Regions from separate parts of the Mus musculus genome. Here region 1 is linked to region 2. Evidence: chromatin contacts called from public HiChIP or PLAC-seq data. All regions are on one chromosome and are shown on one strand. Each heading gives the region's core, a stretch centred on a gene start, on an enhancer-like site or on the middle of the called end of the contact. The rest is flanking DNA. Distances are from core to core; before and after follow the strand shown. Region 1 overlaps Dse (dermatan sulfate epimerase). Region 2 holds the start of Calhm6 (calcium homeostasis modulator family member 6).

Evidence for each region. HiChIP or PLAC-seq counts read pairs in DNA pulled down with a chosen protein or histone mark.
Region 1: a BATF HiChIP or PLAC-seq map of CD8 T cells shows a contact between it and region 2, with 19 read pairs. The contact joins the enhancer-like site here to the promoter of Calhm6 in region 2. A contact is called at or near these places in 3 of 39 promoter capture datasets (the C10 cell line, cranial neural crest and maxillary cranial neural crest), 1 of 15 datasets of contacts at CTCF or cohesin (CD8 T cells), 5 of 484 Hi-C or Micro-C datasets (CD8 T cells, macrophages, nephron progenitors and 1 more), 2 of 115 datasets of contacts at active chromatin or transcription factors (CD8 T cells and embryonic stem cells) and 5 of 9 other capture datasets (adipose tissue, bone marrow-derived macrophages, embryonic stem cells and 2 more).

Annotation. Positions count from the first base shown.
Region 1 is chr10:34,170,110-34,174,461 of GRCm38.p6, reverse strand. All of the region lies in intron 2 of Dse (dermatan sulfate epimerase), which reads left to right. Among named protein-coding and RNA genes, the nearest start is that of Dse, 35 kb to the left of the region's middle. Within about 2 kb of position 2,576, at least 88 of the 459 cell types and tissues checked have an H3K27ac peak or open chromatin away from gene starts, as enhancers often do. A contact at or near this core is called in CD8 T cells, adipose tissue, bone marrow-derived macrophages and 1 more, where this site is marked.
Region 2 is chr10:34,125,935-34,130,438 of GRCm38.p6, reverse strand. Calhm6 (calcium homeostasis modulator family member 6) reads left to right here and starts at 2,467. Exons shown (of 2, transcript NM_175449.4): 1 at 2,467-3,048; 2 at 3,873-4,372. The coding sequence starts at 2,530. The coding sequence ends at 4,295.

The DNA of each region.
Region 1 (4,352 bases), core at 1,327-3,826, 44 kb before region 2:
CTCACTTGAGTGTATCACCATATAGATAGATGGCTACCAAAACCCCTTCCCCAGATATTCCAAGGGCTCATGGGTATTTTAGATCTGAACTAACCACTAAGGTTTACATGGTGGAGGCACCCAACTTGTAGCACTACTAGGAGTGGTGGGAACATTAGGAGGTAGGGCCTAACTAGAGTTTGAGGAAATCTTATAGGACAGGCCATGAAAGACTATCCTGGAACCCCAGCTCCTTCCTCACTGCTTTCCAGATGACATGGCATGAAAGTTATACTCTACCATATAGTTTCTAACACAGTGTTCTCCCTCACCACAGGTCAAAACCATGGGACCAGTGACCGGCTTTAAACTAAAACTATGAGCTAACTTTTTCCTTCAGGTGATTCTGTCAGGTATTTTAGGATATTATGGAAGGCTGACAGAGAGTTCAATCATTGGTGAATGTCTTGGTGTTTATTGTTTTTAGGGGCTCCTCACTACAGCTCTCTCTGCTCCCAAATTCATGCTCTCCCACTCGGCACGTCACCATTTGGCCCACGCTTGTTTCTTCCCCCACTTCTTTCTTGACTCACCTGAGTATAGCTTGTTGAGGCTGGTTTTGTGGTTATTGAACGAAGGGAAACACTTTAGGAAGTCTTTTTAGAAAGGTTAAAAAACAAACAAACAAAAAAGATCCTGTTGTCACATTCACCACAAAAACATGCCCATTCAGAATGAGCAGCTTTTCTGTCATCTTTTGTCTTTTAAGCATTTTATGACTTGAATTGTTTGACATTGTTATCTCCCCTGGCACTGCTTGAGCTGTCATCTTCCAGTCTGCCCTGGACTTAGCAATAATACGTTGTCTGGTCCCAGGAACCAGACTCCCAATAGCTTTCCTTCCAAGTCTATCAGATTCCATGACTGGAGTTAACTGCTTCCTCCATGATACGGCTCCAGCCCTGTATCTAGTCTACTGCAGTTATCATGGCTGGTTCTTTTTAATTCAACATATTGGGTTGTGCTAGGAACTAGAGTACACACTTGGTTATTTGACCATGAGTGTATGCCCAGTCCAGAAACCTCTACCCTGACAGTGCCTTTCAGACGCTCCATAGGATGTCTCACCTGAAGTGTAATTTTGGTTTGTGTGTCGTTCTCCATCATTGGCCTATACCCTTACTGAGGGCCCTGAGAACCTAATAGAGTATACCTGCTACAGACACCACTAAGTAACCCTGAAAGCAGAAATGATTTTACTGTGAATGAATTGGTTTGCCTGGAGCAGAAATCCTGAGTCTTCCTCCAGCTGTGAATGTAATTTGGTGCCTTGTACACCATAGCTGCTCATACCCATTTGGTGTCACTTTCACTCTGAAGATCCGCATGTCACCAACCTTTGGCCTAGTCTGTCAGCCTGTAATAACAGAGACACCGTACTGCACAGGGGCGGTAAGATAGTCAGGATTTGTGGATCTCTGTTTCTTCCCAGGGTCTCAGGTTTCTTTTCTTTGTAGTGCTCTTTTCCCAGCCCATATTCTCTCTTTCCAGAACCCCTGAGCCTTAGTTTCTTATCATCTTATACTGTGTTCCCACTGAAAAGCTTTAGTGTGTTCACTTTAAAACCACTTCCTCCCATCTATGCAGAGAGTGCTTAGTGGTGTTAGATAGTGGGCAGTTGTACACCATTGCAGGAAATGACTAGGACTCCAGAGCCACATTGCTTGTTATTTAATATTGAGTCCAAACTGGGACTCTAAACATATTATTTGGCTCCTTTAGATCAGTTCCTAGTCCTAAGTTGGAGGTAAATACGTTTGTCTCATGTTGTACTTCAGAGGATTTGTTGAGTTAGTGAGACATTGTTGTTATAAGTTTGTTCTTCCCAATTGCAGTGAACAACCAAGTTGAAATATTCATGCAGGGGGTATTTAAAAAAAAAAAGGTGACATGTACCAGAGAATAAAAACTTGGAAGAGTTTGGGACCCCTATCCAGCAGTCTGAAGGAGAGTAAACAGTTGCCGTGGGTGAAGGCTGACCAGCCAGTGAAAGATGTTCATGCTGGAATTACATAGAGAGTATGGGTCTGTGTGGAAAGCCCCTGGGTCTATGTGGAGAGCCCTAAGGAATGTGGATCAATGTGGAAGGCCCAGGCACTATGGCTGTGTGTGGAGGGCCCCAGAGACTGTGGGTTTCCTTTTATGTTTCCTTTTTTTTTTCAACACAGACAATTTCATTTGTAGTAAGACATTTAATTATGTCATGTAAGTTAATCATCGATATACTCAGTTTAAAGCAGTTTGCTAAGTATCAGACATCAAGAAATGTAAGCACGAGTTATCCATCTGTTATGCCTAGGGTGGTTTGCTTTTCATAGAAGATTAAAAACTAATGAACAATATTAATGGAGATGACAATATCGTCAGCCAACTTAAAGCACAATGGGAAGACCCAAGAGGTGTTTGGCTGGGGCCTGAAGCATGGGGGAAGACTTTCTAGCTGGAACAAGAACAAAATCGTGACTCATCCAAGAGGTGGAAGGAGAGCCATGTTGGACTGTCCCAGGCAAAAGTAGCTGACGCACAGCTGGCTGACAGTGCAAGAAAGCAGAGTGCCTTTAAGGAACTGAAAATGTACTATAGAAAGGAGAGGCTAGCTGTGAGGTTTTGAGTCTTGGAGTTTTTTCTCAAGAGCTCTTTGAGGCCAATGAAGGGTTTAACGGAGCAGCAACATGGTCGGATATGTGTGCATGTGACCTTTTCACTGTAAAGTAAAGATCATCAAGTTAGCAATGTTTATGGTGGCTATAAGTCAAAAACTGGGAATCCCAATCACAACTAGTCTATCAGAGACAGACAGACACACTCACACACACACACAGAGGGTGGGGGGCAGTCATATCTTATCATGCTTCCACCCAATTCAACAAGAGTCTAGACATTATACAGAGTCTTTGCTTTGTTTGGGGGCATGAGGTGTCTCACTGTTTTCTGGTTACATCTTGAACTTCTGAAGTGATTCTTCTGCCTTAGCCACTAAGCACCAGCATTGTAGGTGTGTGCCACCACATCCGGCTTTAGTCTGTTCCTTCTCTGAGGTGTATGTGTTGGGGGTACACGCTGGAGGCGTACATAACCTTAGGTTATGCAGAGAAGCCTTCTACCCCTGAGCTACACTCACCCAATCTTTGCTCATTTTAAACTAAGTCTCCCCCTGCAGTTTGTTCTGTGCCCCTTTCTTTTCTTTCCACTTTGTGGAAGAACTTGGACTGTCCTGCATATCTTCTCACAATCTAAATGTTGCTGGTTATAAACCCATGGAGGTTCAGTGAGTACCTCCACTAGGCGCTGCAGCTTCATTGATTCAGTTCTGATCTCACAGATGTATGGGCTATCTTGCATTCTGAAATAAAAATAGCTAGTGTTTTCTCATGTAGCAATTTGTGTTTTTAGGGTCTCTGCTCACTTATAGGAGCAGGTGACAGAGGCAAGCCAGGATGAGGCCTTTGTAAGTTCATCCAGCTTAGAGCCTGTTGTAGGAAAGAGATGATAATTTCAACTGAGAATTGACAGCTGTATCTGGGCCTGGAGTTAGGATAGACCACACCACTGAGCTTACAATACTTAACACTGTTGAATATGGTGAGCTTTAATGTGCCTGCACACCCTAGAGACATCGCCCCAGTCACAGTTCTCAGGCTTTGCTTTCACTACTTCATATTTGCTAATGTGTATATTCCAATTATTTGTGTGTGTTGGGGGGATGTTCCTGCATACATACATACATACATACATACATACATACATGCATGCATGCATACATACAGTTCTCACCAGAAGAAATTATGAAATGAGGAAATATACCTTTAAATGCAATATGCATGCTTTCTGTAGATGATGAAACAATGTTTAGAAGGAAAGTTCAAAGGTCAGATTTAATTAGGGTGGTTTTGTAGTAAGTCACAGCTGGAAGAATGAGAAGAAAGGTCAGGCAGTGAAGCCACATGGGCACCCTCAGATCCTTTTCTGTAGCTGAAGGAAAAGAAGACATCATGCCGTCTCCACCTACAGGGAGCATGGAATCAGGGAAATCAGATGGATTCTTGATGAGCTGTAGGCAGAGATTTGAGCTTGGAGTATTGTGGTGAGCATATGTTAGTAAATTCAGGATTCCCCAGCTGTGAATGTACAAGAAAAAATCCAGAGAAAGGGAGAGAGGAGAATATATAAAACCAACACGTATAGCTAAGAGCATATCATATATTAACTCCAGTCCTGTTAAAGTATTTTGTGGTTGTGGTTGTGGTTGTGGTTGTTGTTGTTTTGTTTTGTTTCATTGCTATAGACTGACCCAGAGCCTTGTACTGGTTAAA
Region 2 (4,504 bases), core at 1,218-3,717:
TTTAAGACTAAAAATGCCTTAGTTAAGAGGCTGGAAAACTGTACTTTTGTTAGGTTTTAGTTATGGAAAACTTGAATAAAGTCACCTGCCCAAAGGTTACAAACACAGCAAGGTTCTTTTTGATGGAATATGAAAATCATGGATGAGGAAGAAAATATGAGAGGGATGAAGATGAAGAATCATCTAGCAATGAGAAGGAAATTAGCCAAGACACATGGAAAAGAAGATGACACCATGAAAAAATCCTGATCTGGGCTTGGCTTCTAGCCATAGATGAAAAGAGGGGCTCTCACTACACTTTGTCCAGCTTTAGTGCTAGGTACTATGGCAGTCTCTGTTGTGTATAGCTAGGAAGGCAAGTGGCCTAAGAAAGGAATAAATGTTTCTTGACCCATGTCAAAAATTTATACTTATTATATGAGACAAAGCCAGCCTAGTGGCTGGGAAGATAATTTATTGTGAACTATCTGCCACCCCCGTTCTGTTGTTCCCCTCGGGGCATCCAGTCTCCTGGGCTGTACTAGAGGAAATGTTGCTTAGCTAGGGTGAGTACAAAATAGGATCTCAGCACTGCGTACGTGAGAAGCAGCCTTTTAGGGAGACAGTTTCAGCGAGACAGCTCGTTTAATTGTGGGGGAACAAAGGCTATTATTTGGGGAGTTGGATAAAGGCTTTCTGGGTGAGTGTACATCATGGGCCAGGGTCAGGGTGCTGGAAATGCTTTATTTGCATGAAGAGGAATTCCACGTGCTTGCTGGACATGTCCCTATAAGGAAAGAGGAAGTTTAACCTGGCCACCAGGCTATGTGGCCACTTCAAGGGTGGCAGAGGTATAGGGTGGAAGGCTATATGCACTTGGATATGCAGATCCAGGGCAGGCAGGGAGCAGTCCTGCTCCTGCGGGTCTCAGAATGAGATTTTGGGGGTTGGGACATGCCTAGGCCTCTCTGGCTCTGGGCTGGTTCCCCCGGTTGCATGGCTCCCTCGCTTCACAAACTATCTACTCAAGCTCTGTGTGGATGCCATCCTTGTGTTGGGCTAAGGGCCATATGAATTATTTTGAGTAGTACGAAGTGCCTGTGCCTATTCCTTGGCCTAAAACTGTGAACACATTTGGAGCCTTAAATGATATGCAATAAAGTTAACTGTTGTACATTCTCAGGGAAAAGGAGAGTAAGTTGTAACCTGCCAAACTGATCACTCTTTCTGCCATGTACATGCACCAAATGCAGTTTTCTCATCAGCTGCTGGACTTACAGAATGCCTGAGCTCAAAGCTCGTGCTCTTTCTAGCTTTCTCCACTTCATTGGGAGTTATGAAATAGTAGAGTTCAATGTCACAGCCTTGCTTAGAGTTTGTATCAGAAGAACTACCAGGAGGGGAATGAAAACAGGAGTCATGTTAGATGTAGCTTCAACTTAAAAACTGTTTGGTTTAACTAGCATTCTGCTTTGGTTTCTGTGCTGTTGTTGTTTGTTTTGTTTTGGAACAGGGTTGGTCTCACGGTAGAGTTTTGGCTGCCCTGGAATTCCAGATATAGATCAGGCTAGCTTTGAACTCACAGAGATCCACCTGTCTGTCTCTGCCTTCCCAATGCTACGATTAAAGGCTAGGATTAAAGACATCTCTCACTCTCAGTTTTACTGTGGTTTAGCTTATGAAAGAAAAATGAAATGTTCCTGTTTCCTGTAAATGTTGTGGGTTTTTGTAACTGGGACTTGGCTTTGGCATTAGGGCTGCTGCAATAGAGAAAAATTCAGAAGTTTTCCGAGCTTGGTCATCTGCCTACACTGTAAGAGGTCACTTTGGGTTGGAGGAAAGCAAAGAAACAGAACCGGAGTTTTCTTGAAAGCGTTCCAGAACTGAGGGAGTCATGTGACTGGGACCTCAGCCTTCTGCTCTGTCCTTTGCAGTTTGGATCCTGGAAGGCTGGCTAGGGGCTAAGAAAGAACGAAAAAGGAGCAGGCATGCAGACACAATGAGGCGGGGGTCAGGTGGGTCTCCCCTTAGCTTGTATATTAGGTACAGCACGGAAAAGGGGTTAGATTGGGAAGCCATCTCTGTAGGGCAGAAGTCACAGCCTATAAACTTCCAGGAGAAGGCTGCAATTGCTAGTTTTACATGCACCGGTCAACTGTTTATAAACATACTCAGACTCCCAAGGACAGCTTTGCTGTTACTTTTGACTGTGACCTGTACGGGTAATGGCTCCTGCGAATTTACATGGACCAATCAGTCTCACAGGCTGCCCATGTTGAGATACACAGTCATTCAGATCTTCTCTTTGCTCAGGACTTTTCTGCTCCCTACAGTCTTGGGATGTGGAGTGGATCTTAGGAGATCAAAGATCACAGGGACTTTATTTGTGGGACTTTACCAGAACTGGTGTGATTGAAAAAAAAGAAAGTGAAACCCGGAAGGGTTTCCTTTTTGAAAGTTGCTTCAAAGCACGATGTAAAGTACAGTACACGGTTCACTCAACCTTCCTGAGAAGCAGAGCCTGTGGGGTGTCCAGTGTGAGCAGAACCCATGGAAAAGTTCAAGGCAGTGCTGGACCTGCAGAGAAAGCACCGCAACGCCCTGGGCTATAGCCTGGTGACCCTACTGACGGCTGGTGGGGAGAAGATCTTCTCCTCAGTGGTGTTCCAGTGTCCCTGCACTGCCACCTGGAACCTGCCCTACGGCCTGGTGTTCCTGCTGGTGCCTGCCCTCGCGCTTTTCCTCCTGGGATATGCGCTGAGCGCGCGCACATGGCGCCTGCTCACCGGCTGCTGCTCCCGGAGCGCGCGATTCAGTTCGGGGTTGCGCAGCGCGTTCGTGTGCGCCCAGCTCAGCATGACCGCGGCATTCGCGCCCCTCACCTGGGTGGCCGTGGCGCTGCTCGAGGGCTCTTTCTACCAATGTGCTGTCAGCGGGAGCGCGCGCTTGGCGCCATACCTGTGCAAGGGCCGCGACCCCAACTGCAATGCCACGCTACCGCAGGCTCCCTGCAACAAGCAGAAGGTGGAAATGCAGGAGATCCTGAGCCAGCTCAAGGCTCAGTCTCAGGTCAGGCTCTGGGAGCGATGGGGAGGCTCAGAGGCGCGAGGAAGTCAGTGACTTTTCTCTAGACCAGGGACTGAATATTTAAATAGGGAAATTTGTCCCCTCAGTAGGAGCCGAAGTACTTTTTATGTTATTCTTTAGTGTTTCCTTCCACTGTGTAGCAAAGCCTCAGGACAGGTGAATTTTGTATATTCTGGGAAAACTAGAAGCATTATTACATTAGAACCTATCTTGCCAGCCCCAAACACACTATCCACACATTTAGAAAGCCCCGGGGCGCGGGAGGAGGAGATGCTCTTTATAATGAGTACCCTTTCTAGAAGCCCCACATTTTCAGTTACAGGGGAGTGATACGTGAGCTCTTTTTTGTATATTTTACATGACTTGGACTAATGGACTATTGTTGACTTTCTAAAACAGCAGTAGGGTTGTTGTACTGTGTTGTGTGTGTGTGTGTGTGGTGGAGGATAGTTTTTTTGTTTTGTTTTTTTCTTTCTTTCTTTTCTTTTCTTTTTTCTTTTTTTTTCGAGATAGGGTTTCTCTGTTCAGCCCTGGTTGTCCTGGAACTCAGGCTATAGACCAGGCTGGCCTTGAACTCAGAAATCTGCCTACCTCTGCCTCCCAAGTGCTGGGATTAAAGGTGTGCGCCACCGCCGCCCAGCTGGTGGAGGATAATTACTACCAACAGTTCTTTTTCTAAAGGGCTTAAGACAAGACTTGTTCACTATCAAAGCTGGTAAATAGTTTAGTAAATACTTTATCTCGGGCTTTTAAATTTTTATAATGTCAAAAGTCACTAAGTTGCCTTCCTGTTTTGTTTCCTGTAGGTGTTCGGTTGGATTCTGATAGCTGCCGTTATTATCTTACTTCTTCTTGTTAAGTCTGTGACCCGATGCTTCTCTCCGGTTAGTTATCTGCAGTTAAAATTCTGGGAAATCTATTGGGAAAAGGAGAAGCAGATTCTTCAAAATCAAGCTGCAGAGAATGCGACACAGTTGGCCGAAGAGAATGTTAGATGTTTCTTTGAGTGCTCGAAGCCGAAGGAATGCAACACTCCAAGCAGTAAAGACTGGCAGGAAATCTCAGCGTTGTACACATTCAATCCCAAGAACCAGTTCTACAGCATGCTGCACAAGTATGTTAGCAGAGAAGAAATGAGCGGCAGTGTCCGCTCTGTGGAAGGAGATGCAGTGATCCCTGCCCTTGGCTTTGTAGATGACATGTCCATGACTAACACTCACGAACTATGATCTTACACAAGAACAGAAAAAAAAAATGTTTTGAATTGTTGCTTTTATATAAAAAAATAAATATTGGTATATTTTAAGGCTGTTTCTCCCAAGTTTTGAGACTTAATTCTGAAACTGTAACAAACTTTTAACCTTTGTATTATATTGGTTTTTTTTCTATTATTTATTTGCTTTACATCCCAATTGCAGCCCCCTCTTTCTGCCCAATC